Linked DNA regions of Hordeum vulgare: region 2 is linked to region 1. The links are chromatin contacts, called in public Hi-C maps. All regions are on one chromosome and are shown on one strand. The core of a region is the stretch at or near the end of the contact, and the rest is flanking DNA. Distances in the headings are between cores, read along the strand shown.

Region 1 (4,488 bases), core at 705-3,204:
TTAGAGTCTTGTGGTGTGACCCCCATAGTGTATCATCGGGTCTTGCTAAACTTATCTCCTGATGTTGTTCTTTTCCTGACAAAATCTCCCCATGCTCTAATTGTACAACCAAGTTGTCATGATACTTCTGCAACAATACATCTTTCCTTTTACACGAGGCACTTACCATGTTGACAATCTTATTTGTATGACCAAAGAAATCACTAACAGCTAGAACTCCCATGACAACAGCAACAACCACTAATTGAAGTTGGTGGGCAAAACAATGCACATAAAAAGCATACGGGTTGACATCGAGCACCAATTTCTTGAAACCATTAAGTTCTCCACGCATATTTGAGGCCCCATCATATCCTTGTCCTCTCAATCTAGACATTGATAAATCATGTTTAACAAACATTGCATCCAAAGATCTTTTCAAAGAAGCGGATGTAGTATCAAGAACATGTTCAACACCAAGAAGTCTTTCCAAAGACTCCCCTTTTTGGTTCGTGAACCTGCAAGCAAGAAAATTAGAGCAAGCATGTGAGAATTAGAACCTGCAAGCAACATCCATAATTAGAACAATGTTGACAAATAACTAACCTTATAATCACACCATTTGCTCTCTAACTGATACATCACGAGACTCATCAACAAGTAGAGAAAGATTACTATCACCAAGATCATTCATTATCACTTTTGTAGTCACTTCGGCACATGCTTGTACTACTTGTTTTTAGATTTTATGACAAGTCAATGGATGATTGCGAGGGGCATTTTTATGGACCACATCTGCTACATGTTTGCATCTTTCCGCATACCAATCCAACATCTCAAGGAAATTACCCCTCTTCATGGAAGTGGTAGTCTCATCATGCCCACGAAGAGCTAGACCTTGAGAGACAAGAAACCTTACCACACCTACAACAGCCCTCAAACGCTCTTCATATTCCATATGTGATTTCTCAACATGACAAGTGATTGCATATGACACACTTTTTTTTGGTTTTTGAAATCTTCACACGGTCTTCTAGAATTGTTGTGAGCGTTGTTTGGTCCACCTACATGAGCATTGAATATTTGCATTGCCTTCTTCCAATTTTTGAACCCTTTCTTAGTGAAGACATCATGGCCGAATTTGTCACCAATGCTTGGAGGCTTGAAAAGAAAACAATGGAAACAATAGGCAGATTTTGTCTCTTTACTATACTCTAGCCAGTCATAATGTTTATACCATACTTCTTTGAAGTTCCGCCAATCTTTCCCAAAATGAGTACAAGGAAAATCATGACCATAAAATCGACACACACCTTTCGACAAATATGCCCTTCTCATTTCATCTCTAATTTCCGGAGTTGCATACTCTTCAATTTGCTTTCGTGTCCAAGGATCATAATCCACATCAGCTAAATTAAATGACGGAGGAATGACCTACAACATCTAATGGCACCAAAAATGAGTGTCATATTACTGCTGACACATCAAATCGCACAAAAAATGACAGAGGATGCCTGCTGGTCGTCGGAGTCATGTGGTCTCTTCCGTTTGATAGCAGCAGGATTGGCCTCGGCTTCTTCGAGTTCGACAGCAGCAACTATACCATTGACAGCAGCAGCCTCGGCCTTGGCTTCTTTGAGTTCGACAGCAGCAGATATACCTATGGCCACCCAATCCACCTCCTCCTCACCCAAATCCATCACCAGCCGCCCCCTTTCGTTGACCGCCCCACTGTCAGTCTATCGCGATGCCGCCCCCAGCCTGACCTGGCCCGACGCCCCGACTGCAGGCTTCAATAGCCAGCAAAATCGGCCCCCTGTGTCCGGGAACTGATGGCGGCGGCGCTAGATCGGCGGAGCAGTGGAGGATTGGAGGGCGGCAGGGTGGAAGTGGGGCGGTGCTGGATGCGTGGATCGATGGAGGAATGGGGATTTGGGGGGAACTGTTCGTTTGCTCGATGCCTTGATGCAGAGCCTGCGAGCGATCGATTTGTTTGGGCCATAGAAAAATAGCCGCCGCTGGCCAAAACTGCATCGCTGGACTGGCCCAAAGCCCCAAACTGATTACCCCTTCGTCTCGAGACTCCCTCGCGCCTGCATCAAACAGAAACGCCGCCGCCGCTGCTGGAATTCAGAAAAGAGGCAGATGGGGGTCTATCCTTCGCCGCCGGCGACCCGGGGCGGCCGCCCCAGCTCGCCCCAATGGTAGGTCCGCCACTAAGTCGACGGATCTATAATATTCACATTTGTATTTACTTTATAAATATTTGCGGATGAAATTGAAGCGACACTATTTATGTGTGGTCCTTTTGTGAAACCTGGGTTTCTTGGCTAGAGTAACGGCACAAATGTTGTCACAAAACAGGGTCATTGGATCCAGTGCACTCGGCACAACTCTAAGATCCGTCATGAATTTCTTCATCCACACACCTTCCTTCGCTGTTTTTGGAGCATTTATGTACTCTGTTTCACATGTAGAATGAGCTACCACGTTTTGCTTGGAATTGCACCAGCTTACCGCGCCACCATTAAGAATAAATATATATATACGGTTTGAGACTTAGAGTCATCTGGATATGTGTCAAAGCTAGCATCGACGTAACTCTTTACGACGAGCTCTTGATCACCTTCATAAACGAGAAACATCTCCTTAGTCCGTTTCACGTACTTAAGGATATTCTTGACCGGTGTCTAGTGTTCCACTCATGTATCACTTTGAAACCTTCCGGCCAAACTTAAGACAAGGCACACATCTGGTCTTGTGCACAACATCGCATACATGATAGTGCCTATGACTGAGGCATAGGGGGTGACACTCATCTTCTCTCTATCCTATGTTGTTGGTGGGCCTTGAGTCTTACTCAACTTCATACCTTGCAGGACATGCAAGAACCCCTTATTGAACTGATTCATTTTTAACTTCTTCAAAACCTTACCAAGGTATGTGCTTTGTGAAAGTCCTATTAAGCATCTCGATCCATCTCTATAGATCTTGATGACTAATATGGAAGCAGCTTCTCCGAGATCCTTCATTGAAAAACTCTTGTTCAAATATATCTTCACGCTTTTAAGAAGTTCTATATTTTTCCAATTAGCAAGATGTCATCCACATATAATACTAAAAATGCTGCAAAGCTCCCACTCACTTTCTTGTAAATACAAGTTTCTGTGTAAACTTGTATAAACCCAAATGCTTTGATCACCTCATCAAAGTGAAGATTCCAACTCTGAGATGCTTGCACCAATCCATAAATGGATCGTTGGAGCTTGCATACTTTGTCAGCATTTTCTGGGTCGATAAAACCTTCTGGTTGCATCATATACAACTCTTCCTTAAGAAAACCATTAAGGAACATTGTTTCGACATCCATCTGCCAGATTTCATAATCGAAAAATGCAGCTATTGCTAACATGATTCTGATGGACTTAACCATTGCTACGGATGAGAAAATCTCATCGTAGTCAACTCCTTGAACTTCTGAAAACCCCTTTGAAACAAGTCGAGCTTTATAGATGGTGACATTACCGTCCGCGTTCGTCTTCCTCTTAAAGATCCATTTGTTCTGAATAGCCTTTAGGCCATCAGGTAATACTTCCGAAGTCCACACTTTGTTTTCATACGTGGATCTTATCTCAGATTTCATGGCCTCTAGCCATTTGTTGGAATCTGGGCCCACCATCGCTTCTCCATAGCTCGTAGGTTCATTGTTGTCCAACAACATGACCTCCAAGACATGATTACCGTACCACTCAGGGGCAGTACGTGTCCTTGTCGACCTATGAGGTTTGATAGTAACTTGATCTCAAGCTTCATGATCACCATCATTAGCTTTCTCTTCAACTCATGTAGGCACCACAAAAACATTTTTATGTGTCGTGCTACTCTCTAGTTGAAATGATGCTTCAACAAACTAATCAAGTTCTATCTTCCTCCCACTCAACTCTTTCGAGGGACACTCTAACTTGAGAAAGCACCCGTACTTAGCAACAAACACTTTGCCTTCGTGTCTGAGATAGAAGGTGTACCGGATACATCTCCAACGTATCTATAACTTTTTATTGTTCCATGCTACTATGTTATCATTTTAGAACACTTTTTATGCACTTATCTACTAGTTTATATTATTTTTTAGCACTAACCTATTGACCCAGTGCCCAGTGTCATTTGTTGTTTTCTCCGTGTTTTTTCACTTTTCACGTTTCAGTACCAAACAAATTCCAATTGACCTAAAACTTTTTGTGAATTTTTTCTAGGCCAAAACAAGACCGTGGAGCATCGGAAGGAGGCAAGAGGCTGCACGAGGCCCCCCACATGCCAACAGGGCACGACCCCGGGGTCGCCTTGATGGCTTGTGGCCCCATCATGGCTCTCCCGACTCTGTTCTCTGACCTATAAATTCTCATCTACCCTAAAACCTTCAAGGGATATCCCGAAACACTTTTTACACTACCGCAAGTCCTTGTTCCGACGAGAGGCCATCTAGAGCTTCGTTTAGGTACTCTGTCGGAG
Region 2 (4,488 bases), core at 1,259-3,758, 150 kb after region 1:
TTACATTGTGAAGTTTGATACACACAAGGCATCCCTCCGGTTCCGGGAGTTGCATGATCTCATGGTCATAGGAACAAATACTTTACATGCAGAAAACAATAACAATAAACTGACATGATCATATGCTACATTCATTGTTTGGGTCTTGTCCATCACATATTCTTCTAATGATGTGATCCCGTTATCAAATGACAACTCATGTCTATGGTCTGGAAACCTTGACCATCTTTGATCAATTAGCTAGTCTTATAGAGGCTCGCTAGGGACAGTGTGTTGTCTATGTATCCACACATGTATTTGAGTTCCAATCAATACAATTTTAGCATGAATCATTAACAATTATTATGAACAAGAAAATATAATAATAACCACTTTATTATTGTATCTAGGGCATATTTCCAACAGGCAGCTACTACCGACGGCCACCACCCCACCGTCCGCCACCCCATCATCGATCACCAAGGCCAGCCGATCGTCATTTGCGTCAACGACCTTGCGCGCTATATTAACTTCCTAGGGAAGGAGGAACGCTAGGTCGTGCACGTAAAGAACCTAACCACCGTTATGGCCGCAACAGAAGACGCAACAGTGGCACGAAAAGCGTATATCTAGGAGGAGTCCCACCACTTTGAGGAGGCACGTTAGGAGCTACGCAGAGCATCAACAACACGCGACATATTTCACTCCTCTAGCTCGTCGGCAGACTCCTCTTCTCTGTCTCTTACTGAGCTTGCTCGGCAAGAAGAGACTGTTGGAAGTAGTACAAAGTCCCTCTGTAGTAGTATTTAAGGGCTATTTTGTTCAGTTCATCTCACTGTAAAATTAGTTAGTATATATAGTTCAACCAAATTTTGGTGCGTGATTTGTAACAATTGAAGAAAAGTTTGTTTGGTTCAGCTGTCGAGTTGAACTGTTTTGTATAAAAACGATTGCTTAATGACACACACTTATTATCTTAGATAATTTTTATTTATTATACAAATCACATTTTCCATTTTGTATTTGAGAATGGCACAAACTGAAGTTATCTTTTCAGTCATTTTAGACTTATTTTCTTGTATTGTCTTTGTGGTGACACACGAGCATTTTAATAATGGACTCCACTACATAGCGACGCCCCACGTGCGCCTTGCCATGCGGCAGCCCAACTAATCACCAATGTAATGTAAAATAGCGTGCATGTAAAATTAGTGCCTTCCGTTCTGTTGCTTTACTTGAAAAAGCGCGTCATGTCGAAGGAAATCCATGCTCTATCTCTCTCATACATGCATGCAATGATGTTATCATAATTTTCTCTCATGTTTGGAATTCAAAAAGTTTTATCTCTAAAACAGTTAATTTGATACACGTTCTGTTTTCACCATTGACTTTATTGTAACTAGATCTTTGAAACTAGATTCCATGTTGACATGTTTTGGCAAAAAAATCCGTCCTTACTTGCCACATTGTTGCATTTACTTGTCATATTTTTAAATACTCACTTGTCTGACAATAAATAACTTAATTGACATATTTTTTACAATTGCATGTAAAATATGACACCTTGATTTAATTAAATTGCAAGCACACAAACGTCGCTTTTTGGCAATGATGTGTAAAAAGTTGACAACTCATCATACTTAAAACTGGCAAGCACAATAAATCATTACCGGCAATTACCTGTAAAACATGACAAAAATTGCATAGTTATAACTAGCAAAGGACAACAAATCATTTATGGCAATTACTTATAATAAAAATGACAATTCCAAGTAGTTAAACTGACAATTACATCTATGACATTGTTTTGAAAAAACTATCTTTGATATGCATGTAGATTGAGAGGTGATAACAAATTGATGAGAGTTTTCAAATACAGCTAATGAGCTTCCCACCTTTAGCAAATGCGAGCAGGTGAGTAGCAAAGTAAACAAAACGCATTGTAGCGTAGCATTATAGTGTTTAGCATAAAGTACTGTAGCTAGACATCGCCATATGCACACATATGACACCGGAGGGGCCATCGCATGCAAACATGGCTGTGCGTGCCAGCCCGCCGCACGAAAAGGACGCGATGCGGGGTCTTTAATTTATATTTCCCCTTTAATAATAATTTATAAAAAGCATTTATCTTCCACTACTGTAATTCCGTCTGATTAACGAAGAGAACGCGCATTATGAGGGCGGCGTGTGCGGTCCGCAGCCGGTGGTGGATTTGCGAATCCGGAGGACGCTTTGCGAGGACGTGGATCCTCCGCAACCTCGCAGCCGTCGATGCGCCATCGGAGGGCCTTCCCATTCCCCCGAGGTGTCACACCCACAGCAACCACCGGCGCCGCAGCCAGGTGGGCCAGGCGGTGCGGCGCCAGCGCGCTCGTCAGCCAAGCAGACGCCAGCGCGAGCAACTTTAGAGCGGCGCCGGGGCCCACGAGGCGCCACGGCCGTCGATCGATCTGGATCGGACGGCCCAGGATGGTGCGAATGGACCCTGGGTGGCTGCGTCTGCGTGCGGCTACCCTCTTGTGTGCCCCACCGGCAAGGGGGCGATCCCCTCCCCGTCCATTCCGCCCGTGGGAAGGGAAGAGCAGCGAGCCGCCGCGCCGCGCCGCACCACCGTCTCCTCCTCGCCCGCTGCTCTGCTCCCCCTCCCCGATCCGATCGCCGCCGGCGCGGCAATATTTGGAACCCTCGGTGCCGATCGACCCATGCCGTACCACTGAGAACCGATCCCGCCGCCATCCGCCGTCGTCATCCCCGTCGACCGCCTCCGCGTTTATTCATCGGCCCGCGGAACCGGCACCGCCCGATCGGATAGAAGGAGGTGTGGGGGATGGCTTCCGTTGCCGCCGACCCGCAGGCTGCCCTCGCTGGCGCGGGGACGCCGCCCCACTCCGGTAGCCCCGTCGCGGCGAAGAGGGCGGCCGCCACCGCGTGGAAGCGCCCGGAGAACGGGCCGGTGCTGGTGGCGCCCGGGAGCCCCATCATGGACGCCGACTCCTGGCCGGCGCTTCCTGGGCTGGCCTCTCCCCAGCCGCCCACGCCGCCCAAGGCGTCGCCTAAGGCCACTCCTCCCCCTTCCACTGTGAGTTGTTTGTTATCTCAGTGTCTGATTTACTTAGTGATTTCGTATCAGTGTCGGATTTACTTAGTGATTTCGTATCAGTGTGTGATTCATCTAGGATTTGTCGGGGGTTAGATTTCGTACCGATTGATGAGATTGCATTTTGTCTGAATGGTCTCAGGTGGTGGCAATGATCTTGCCCGTGTCTTTGGACAACTCCGGCGCCCCGGATGCTATCCCTGACAAGGACGCACTGGTATGCTTCTCTCCCTTCCACTGTGGGTTGTTAGTTGTATGGTTTATTTCAGTGTTTGATTTAATCATTTAATTAGTGTTATTAGAGTTGGATTACATCTTGGTGTTTGATCTATTTAGGATTGTTGTTGTTAGATTTTTTATTGTCTAACAAGATTGTGTTTTGCTTCCTATTGTGGACATTGTCTCAGGCGGCGGTGATTTCACCGGTGTCTTTGGACACCGCCGGTGCTCCGGATGCTACCCCTGACAAGGATGCCCTGATCAGTAGTCTACCAGTCCGGCGTGTGCTGATGATGCCTGCAGGGGATGATAGTCCAGACATGCATGCTCCTGTTCCAGAGCTATCTCCAGGGTACTCCCCTAATGCCCGGAGCAATGGTACCGGTGTTCATCATCAGAATGGCCGTGTTGGTTCCCATTCTCATGGCCGTGGTGGCAGTTATGGTGGGGGGAGCAGAAGGGGTAATGGTGGAGGTGGTAGTCGTCATGGTCATGAGCACCATGCTGGGTTTGATGGGCAACGGCGTGGTGGCGGCCGTAGAGATGGACATGGGCCAGGGCACCAACATCGTGTTCACCAGCCATCGTACATTAGGGCTCCTCCTTCCCTGGCTGTTTTAGCGGCGGGACCTCCCGCGCCACCATTTGCTGGCCCTGCCACGCCACAGACACCACCTTATGGGACTGCTGCTCCACAAACGCCACCTTATGGGGCGCCTATGGGATTCCCTGGTACGTTATGCATGATGTTTGTGGGAACGTGGCTTTGTGTAATTGTTATGTCACCTTAATTTGCTTTATGTTTAACAGCAGAGATGGCACCTCATGTTTACTATTTTGCCGTGCCCACCTCGGATGGCCTTCAAACCCTTCCTTTTGCGCCGCCTACACCAACCCCTCCAGCCATGCTAATTTCTCCACTGGAACAACTTCAGAGGGAGCTACTGGTGCAGATAGACTACTACTTTAGGTATTTGTTTGTCCATATTTGTAGGAAATACTTTGCCACCAATGCGGTCATTTTATTGAGCCGTGTGTTCAATTTTTGCAGCGATGAAAATTTGTGCAAGGACATATTCTTGAGGGGACATATGGATGACCATGGTTGGGTGCCATTGTCCTTGATTGCTGGCTTTAACAAGGTTAGTTTGCAGGTTTTACACATTGTTTTTATTTTAGAAAATCCCCAC

Evidence for each region. Hi-C and Micro-C count contacts between places; a contact is called where the count stands out from the background.
Region 2: a contact with region 1 is called in a Hi-C map of leaf, with 5 times the contacts expected there. The contact joins the promoter of LOC123449478 here to the enhancer-like site in region 1. A contact is called at or near these places in 2 of 6 Hi-C or Micro-C datasets (both in leaf) and 1 of 1 datasets of contacts at active chromatin or transcription factors (embryo).

Annotation. Positions count from the first base shown.
Region 1 is chr4H:554,673,452-554,677,939 of MorexV3_pseudomolecules_assembly, forward strand. No RefSeq gene overlaps it. Among protein-coding and RNA genes, the nearest start is that of LOC123446982, 23 kb to the left of the region's middle. Within about 2 kb of position 1,955, at least 2 of the 3 cell types and tissues checked have open chromatin away from gene starts, as enhancers often do. A contact at or near this core is called in leaf, where this site is marked.
Region 2 is chr4H:554,823,004-554,827,491 of MorexV3_pseudomolecules_assembly, forward strand. It overlaps LOC123449478 (la-related protein 1B-like), which reads left to right and starts at 2,509. Exons shown (of 7, transcript XM_045126718.1): 1 at 2,509-3,061; 2 at 3,222-3,296; 3 at 3,487-4,030; 4 at 4,112-4,268; 5 at 4,350-4,440. The coding sequence starts at 2,810.